Linked DNA regions of Sus scrofa: region 2 is linked to region 1. Evidence: chromatin contacts called from public Hi-C data. All regions are on one chromosome and are shown on one strand. The core of a region is the stretch at or near the end of the contact, and the rest is flanking DNA. Distances in the headings are between cores, read along the strand shown. Region 1 has its middle 180 kb from the start of FAM46A. Region 2 overlaps LOC110260709 (a long non-coding RNA gene).

Region 1 (3,497 bases), core at 660-3,159:
TTGATACAGTAGGAATAAATAATGTTTGATGAGTCTAGAGGCATACTTCAGTTTGCATTAAATATGTTTTCAAAGTTAATATAATTCTCTTTCTATACCATTTTTGATTCACATAATTTTAAAGTGACATAGAAATTTTTTTAAAAGACATACCATTTAGTGTCTGTTTATATTTTTAAAGAATATCAATTCTTCAAAGCCATTTGACTTTGAGGACTAAAGAAAGTTATTAGAAATCAAAGAGCAGTTTAATAATGAATTGGAGCTATTAAATTTAGTGCAATTTAATATATCTTTTATTTTGGTTCTTTGAAAACATATTTTGAGGCTATAAGGTACACACATACTTAGAATTATATATTTCTGTTGCACAAGCCCTTTTATCATCATAACTGGCTTTCTTTCATAATTCAATGTGGCATGCTATAATTTATAGTGTAACCAGCAAAAGAAAAGTCTAGTATAAATTAGTACCTTTACCACTTCCCCCAAAAATCTAATGATCTTACAATATTTAAGATCATTAAATCTTAATAATCTTAATTTTTTTTTTCTGAAAGCAGAATAAAGTACCAGAATGACCTTGTAAACTCCTTTAGGACCCAGAAGAAACACTGTCAGTAACATGAGAGGAATCTTAGTTTCTATCAAAGAGAAGCATGATTCTTTAATGAAAAAGGGGGGAAAAATCCTGTTTGATCTCTTTTATTCTGTTACTTATGAATTACAACATATAAATATACATTATACATATACATGATATGTAAACATGTACAATTAATACATACATACATAATATACAATATTATAAACAACAGACTAAAAGTGAACAGAATGTGGCATAATAAAAGATACTTGATTAATACAAAAGAAGAGAGAAAAGGAGAGAAAAGTTAACATAAATTAGGCAGGACATTAAAAAATAATAATATTACAAATCACAAATGATTCAGCAATAACATTAAATAAAAACAAACTAAGTACTCCAAGTAGAAGAATAAAATGATTGTTATATGGCACTTCTAAGGTATACAACTTAAATGTGATGACATAGAATGGTAGAAAATAAAAGAATGGAAAAACAAATAGGCAAATACTAATCAAAAGAAAGTTGGTGTAGGTATACTGATCCAGAAAGTCATATTTAAGGCATGAAGCATTAATAGAAAAAGTCTTAATTCCTGTCAAAGAGAAGCATAATACTTAAAGGGGGGGGAACTGAGCTGAAATGAGAATTACATGAAATGAAAAAGTAGGTAACTGAGATAATCCATGCGAGGTAACTAAAATTATAATGGCAGAATTAAAGTTCACACTGGATTAAAGAATTTTACTAAAGCATTAAAATAAAAAATGAAAATGTGTGGAAAAAGAAATGAGTGAGATGGAGGACATATTTTAAAAGTGTTCTCAGAAGTAAAAGGAAAGAAATGACATGAAAATAATGTGGGAGGGTAATAAACATGGGAAACATAACCATTATCTAACCTTTAAATAATTTTCATTTCTGAAGTAGAAATAAAAATAGAACAGAAGCAAAATCAGATATAAAAAACTTTTGATCTGTGTTCCAAGTAAAATCACTGTAAAGAAACTAGTTCTAAAAGAAAACTGGCAACATTTTTTAAAACTGAAATTGGAACACTGTGTGTTCTAATTAGACTGAAGGTAAAACTTTAAAACTCCCAGTGGGTTAAGCTAGGCTACATGCTTCCCCATTTGTGTATTTTTTTGAACATTTATTTGCTGGGTTAAGGACCTTCCAGAGGTTTGTGGAGATAAGGAGATACCCTAATCTTTTCTGTAAACAGGCTCAGATTTGCTGTTGGACAAAAGCAGATATAGCAGAGGCCAATGAAAGTCTTGCATGACTAATCTACTCTTTACAACACTGGGGCATACTTCCCAGTCTCCTGTGGAGGCCACTACTAGAAATCATCGGAGCTAGTCAACCAGGAGTTATGTGTACGCCCAGGAAAGAGTTGTAAGAATTCTCTAACACTTCAGCTCCAGTACATCACTTTCCATTTTAGCACAATTTACTTTGTACGACTCAAGACATGGATTTCTGGCAGCAAGGCATAATTGAGTTCCAGTTCTACTGTTACGGTACTATTATGGATTCCAAATTCATGGCATCAAATGTTGCTGGATTTCTAGCACTTTAAAGTGACAGTTTTAGCTTATACGACCAAGGCAAAAAGATTGTTGTTGGTCTTAATTTTTCCCAACACCTGGGTAATGGCAGCTGAATGGCTTTAGAACAATGAACCAAGTTCCAGGTCAAAGTAACATCGCTGAGTACAAATGAGTCCTGGAGTTCAGAATTTCCAACTCAGCTAATCCACTGGAAAACACTAGGGATGATTCATTGATGCACATAAGCACACTGAAGAATTCTGGAAACACTTGGGGAACAGGAAACCTGTGAAAGACTGTAACAATTATGATCAAATGTGTTGAGCTTGGTGCAGTGGAGATCATGTTAATTAGGACCACAACCATAAACATAAGCTAATCAAATATATTCTCAAGTTACGCAAAGTTAAAAGAATAACAGCAAAAATACAAACTTCTAGAAACAGCTAAGAAAGTATATTAGTCAGGATCCAGTTGCAGGAAACTGAAAACATTGTGGCTATGTTGGGCATAAAAGAATGTAACAGAGGAACTATTGTTAGAAGATCTTCAAGAGGAGGCTCTAGTTTAGCCTTTTAGTAAAAACACCATTGAATTTGAATAATACCATTGGACTGGTTAGAGAGCTTGTACCCATATCATACTTAGGAAAGGGAAGAATCAGTTGGTCACCACTTGAAGACTTCTAGACTTCAGAAAAACAAATATCTTATGACCTCATTTATATGTGGAATCTAAAACAAAAATAAAAACAAAAACAAAACCCCCCAAAAGAAAAGAAAACATACTCATAGATATGGAGAATAAATGAGTGGTTGCAAGAGGGGAGTTGTGTGGAGCGTTGAGCTAAATAGTGAAGGGGATTAAGATGTATAAATATAAAAATGAATAAGCCACAGGGGTGTAATATACAGCATAAGAAATATGATCAACCATATTATAATAACTTTATATGGAGACAGGTGGTTACTAGACTTAACATGGTGGGTGATCATTTCATAATGTATAAAAATGTCAGATCACTATATATTATACCTGAAACCAACATACTATTGCAAACCAACTACATTTCATTTTATTTTCTTTTATTATTATTACTAAAGTATAATTGATTTACAATGTTTCTTCAAGTTCTATTGTACAGCAAAGAAACACAATCATGCTGTACACTAGGGCCCCGCTGCCCATCCATTCCAAATATGACAGTTTACATCCAAAAAACCCCTCAGATGCCCATCCATCCCACTTCCTCCCCTTTCTGCACTGGGAACCCTAAGTCTGCTTCCATTGATCATGATCTGTTTCTGTTTTTTTTTTTTTTTTTTTTTTAGATAAGATCATCTGTTCTGCATTTTAGA
Region 2 (3,497 bases), core at 667-3,166, 180 kb after region 1:
ATGCTAACCTTTTTTTCCTTAAGTTCCATAGCACACATTCTTCAGCCCCATCCTGCTGAGCTGGTCTCTGCAGTGCAGTATCTTTTAATATCTGTGGGCACGTTAAAGTCATCATCTTTTTAAGAATGTTTTAGAACATATTGTCATCATCTTTTTAGAATGTTTTAGAACATATTGTCCATTATCATGGAATACGAAATTTTGAATAATTTCATCAAGTTCTGAAAACAATCTCATTGTAATTTTTATTAGATTCATAATTAATTAGATAAGATGATATATTCAAAACATTCAACCTTACTTTCTAGGAATTTGGCATCTTCTTCCAGTTATGAAGGTATTCTATATCTTAATGTAGAGTTTTATAATTTTTCCCCTACAGGACTCTAAAGAAAGTTAATCTTAGATATTTTAAGATTATGTTTGCTTTTGTGAGATAGGTCTTATTGATGCTTTCTGAAAGAGAAGTTGATATTTGTGTGTTTTATAACCAACATATTTACTAAATTATCTTCTTAATTCTAAAAGCTTTTCATTGATTGGTGGGTGATAGTGGGGTTCTAGTACCTTTATTCTATAATTTTCAAAAGTTATATGACCAGTTTCTCTTTCATATCGTGGTGGGCATCTTTATTTAATTCCTAATTATAATACAATCTCAAGTGTTCATCACACTTCTTGTATTTTCATTGTTAGGCATTAGGCTGGTTATTGGTTTTAACTGTAGACTCTTAGTCTATAATTTATCTTATAATTTACATTTATAATTATAAATATCACTGTAACATATTTCTGATTTTTAATCCAGACTTCCATATCTGAGATAAATCCTACTTAGTCATTATTACGTGTTATTCTTCTCAGGTCTTTACTCTTTTACTTTAAGGGCTGAATTTTTTATTGAATCATAGAAATATTCTCTTTTAATTTATTAGATTTTCTCTGAATCTTTAGTTGGGTTGAATATTTTCAATCTCAAAGGCTAAAATATTCTGTATTATTTCTTTACATAAGAGAAGTATTTCACAAGTATTCTTTTAATCTCAAAACTTGCAATAAAGTACTATATTAACAGCTAATTATTTCCCCTTTTATGTTGGCAAATATAATCATGTAGGTCCTGTTCTCATTCTGATATAGAACTTTGTTAAAGATCCTAATGACATTTACTTTAATAAACCGGAGTTTTGCTTTGTAGAATTAAGCTTCTAATTCAGTTAGTTTTCAAAGCAGAGTGGTAAGGAGTACTGTTAAAGGTCTTGGGCTCACTAGATTATCTGATTTTCAAGTTGTGGCTCTGCCTCTTACAAGCTGTGTGACTTTAGAAAACTTACTTAAGTGTTCTGGGCTCGGCATCTTTAAATGAAATGAGAAGGTACTCTGTATAAGGTTATTGTGAGTGAAACAAATCAATACATATGAGGCTGGTAGAACTTTACCTTGATATTGTAAGTGAGGCTAATTTTATAACTTTCCCTTCAAAACCTAGGCCTGTCAATCTTATGAAACATTTGAAATAGCCTGCAACAACTCTACTATCCTCTTTATTCCCTCTTTCCCTTAGTATTGTTCTGTTAACCCTGCAGTTCCCCAAAAGTCCCTAGTATTAAAATTATTTTTTCTTTCACCTGTTCATCCTGACTCTTTCTTTCACTTGTTTGGCTTTTTTTTTTTTTTTTTCCCATACTTCTAGTATGCCTAGTTTCAAAGCTCAAGGTTGAAAAATGTGATCAATGCAAGTTTTGACAGTGGATGGAAAACTGGAAATGCTACAAGATAAGGCCCCATTTGCCTCTCCTGCAGGTTGATTTAAGTGGGAGAAATGAAGGATTTGAACCAATGAGAGAGAACACTGGGAGGCATACAAGGAAGAAAACAAAACAGAACAAATATCAGCTTGTTGCTCAATATCTTCCTATTCCCTCATTTCATCACTCTGGGCCAAAGGTGAGAGCTAACAAGATATCCATTTTACATGCCTATTGTCTAACACCTAGCTTCCTTCTTAGGCTTTCAATTAACTGCCAGCAGATAGCTTGGCGCCTAGTCTTCCATAAGCTTTCAGGGCAGTCTCAAGGTGGCTGTGATCCAGAGTTACGTGGAAGACATCTGTGTCTGCAGAACATTGGCCTGGCACTGTGGAGTGGCTCTGCAAAAATTCTAGAACCCAGGGCCTTCACAGAATCTTTTCTTTAAATGAAAAGATTTATACTTGATATGATACTTTAATATTTCTGATTCAAATAGGTGGTAAATGTTATTGGGGTGCTGGTGCCTTCATTCTTTAACGAATGACTTTGGGCTAAACTGCTTCATTTGCCTTATGTTCTAAATCAGTGGCTATGGAGAAAGCTTTGGTGGTGAGCTTACGATACGAGTAGTAACTAACATTTATAGAATGTTTATCCCAGGCACTGTTCTGTGTGTTTTACACAGAGCAAGCAACTTATGCAATCTTTGCAGCAACTCAGGGAAGTAGGTGTTATTTTTATCTTCATTTCATATATTAACAAAAAGATACAGAAAGATTAAATAATTTCTCCACGGGAAAAAATAAGCCAGTGATAGGTAGCACCAGGTTCAAACCCAAGCTTGATGCCACTGATAACCATGATTAGAGAGAGATGAAACCAACATGCAGGAAGAAGCAGAGATCCTCGGAACCAGCCGAAATTTGTCCTTGGATTGTTTGAGACACTCAAATATGATAAATCTCTCTGCCTCCCCTTCTTTTTCTAAACTTGGGCTTAAATGTAGGAAGTCTGACATCTGACCTATGCTCTTATTACTGGCAGCTAAAAGTCCAAGTGAACACAAAATTCATTAAAAAAAAGATGAAATACTAAATGTAATTTTTCTTTTTTCTTTTTTGGTTGCATCTGTGACATGAAGAAATTCCCAGGCCAGGGACTGAACCTATGTTGCAGTTGCGACTTGTACCACCACTGTGGCAATGTGGGATCCTTAATCCTTTGTGCCACACAGGAACCTCCAAGTATAATTTTTTTTGCTTCTAATAATCGATTCCAGACTAAGCTCTTTGATATTTGTTATAAAATACTACATATAAACACAGGACACTATTATTTAGTTTTTATATTAAAATATTCTAACTTGATCTTTGCTTTAAGAATGGGGAGTTGGGAAATTTTAGTCACCCTGCTTTGCTTGACTTTCTCCTAGAAAACTGTACAGGGAACATGTAATTGTGTATAAATACTAGCATGTCAGCACAGGCTAAAGCTTTTAGAATTAAGCCAATTCTATATGTTTAGTAACTGTGGAAATTCTTTCAATAGAAAAAAGCATGTAGTTTTTGAAGTTTTGAAATGAAACCTTGTTCGCTGTAAAGAAATACTGTTTATGTAAAGAGATACTGAACTTGGTATCAAGTATTTCTCTTGATCTTTTCTCCTTAAAAGTTAGAGCTGGAGCTCCTGTTGTGGCTCAGTGAGTTAAGAAACCGACATAGCATCTGCGATGATGCAGATCCAATC

Evidence for each region. Hi-C and Micro-C count contacts between places; a contact is called where the count stands out from the background.
Region 2: a Hi-C map of fetal liver shows a contact between it and region 1, with 1.8 times the contacts expected there. The contact joins two enhancer-like sites. A contact is called at or near these places in 1 of 5 promoter capture datasets (liver) and 2 of 47 Hi-C or Micro-C datasets (fetal liver and liver).

Annotation. Positions count from the first base shown.
Region 1 is chr1:84,720,907-84,724,403 of Sscrofa11.1, forward strand. No RefSeq gene overlaps it. Among named protein-coding and RNA genes, the nearest start is that of FAM46A, 180 kb to the left of the region's middle. Within about 2 kb of position 1,910, at least 3 of the 83 cell types and tissues checked have an H3K27ac peak or open chromatin away from gene starts, as enhancers often do. A contact at or near this core is called in fetal liver, where this site is marked.
Region 2 is chr1:84,902,450-84,905,946 of Sscrofa11.1, forward strand. LOC110260709 (a long non-coding RNA gene) reads left to right here. Exons shown (of 4, transcript XR_002344049.1): 4 at 1,804-3,497. Among named protein-coding and RNA genes, the nearest start is that of FAM46A, 360 kb to the left of the region's middle. Within about 2 kb of position 1,917, at least 3 of the 83 cell types and tissues checked have an H3K27ac peak or open chromatin away from gene starts, as enhancers often do. A contact at or near this core is called in fetal liver, where this site is marked.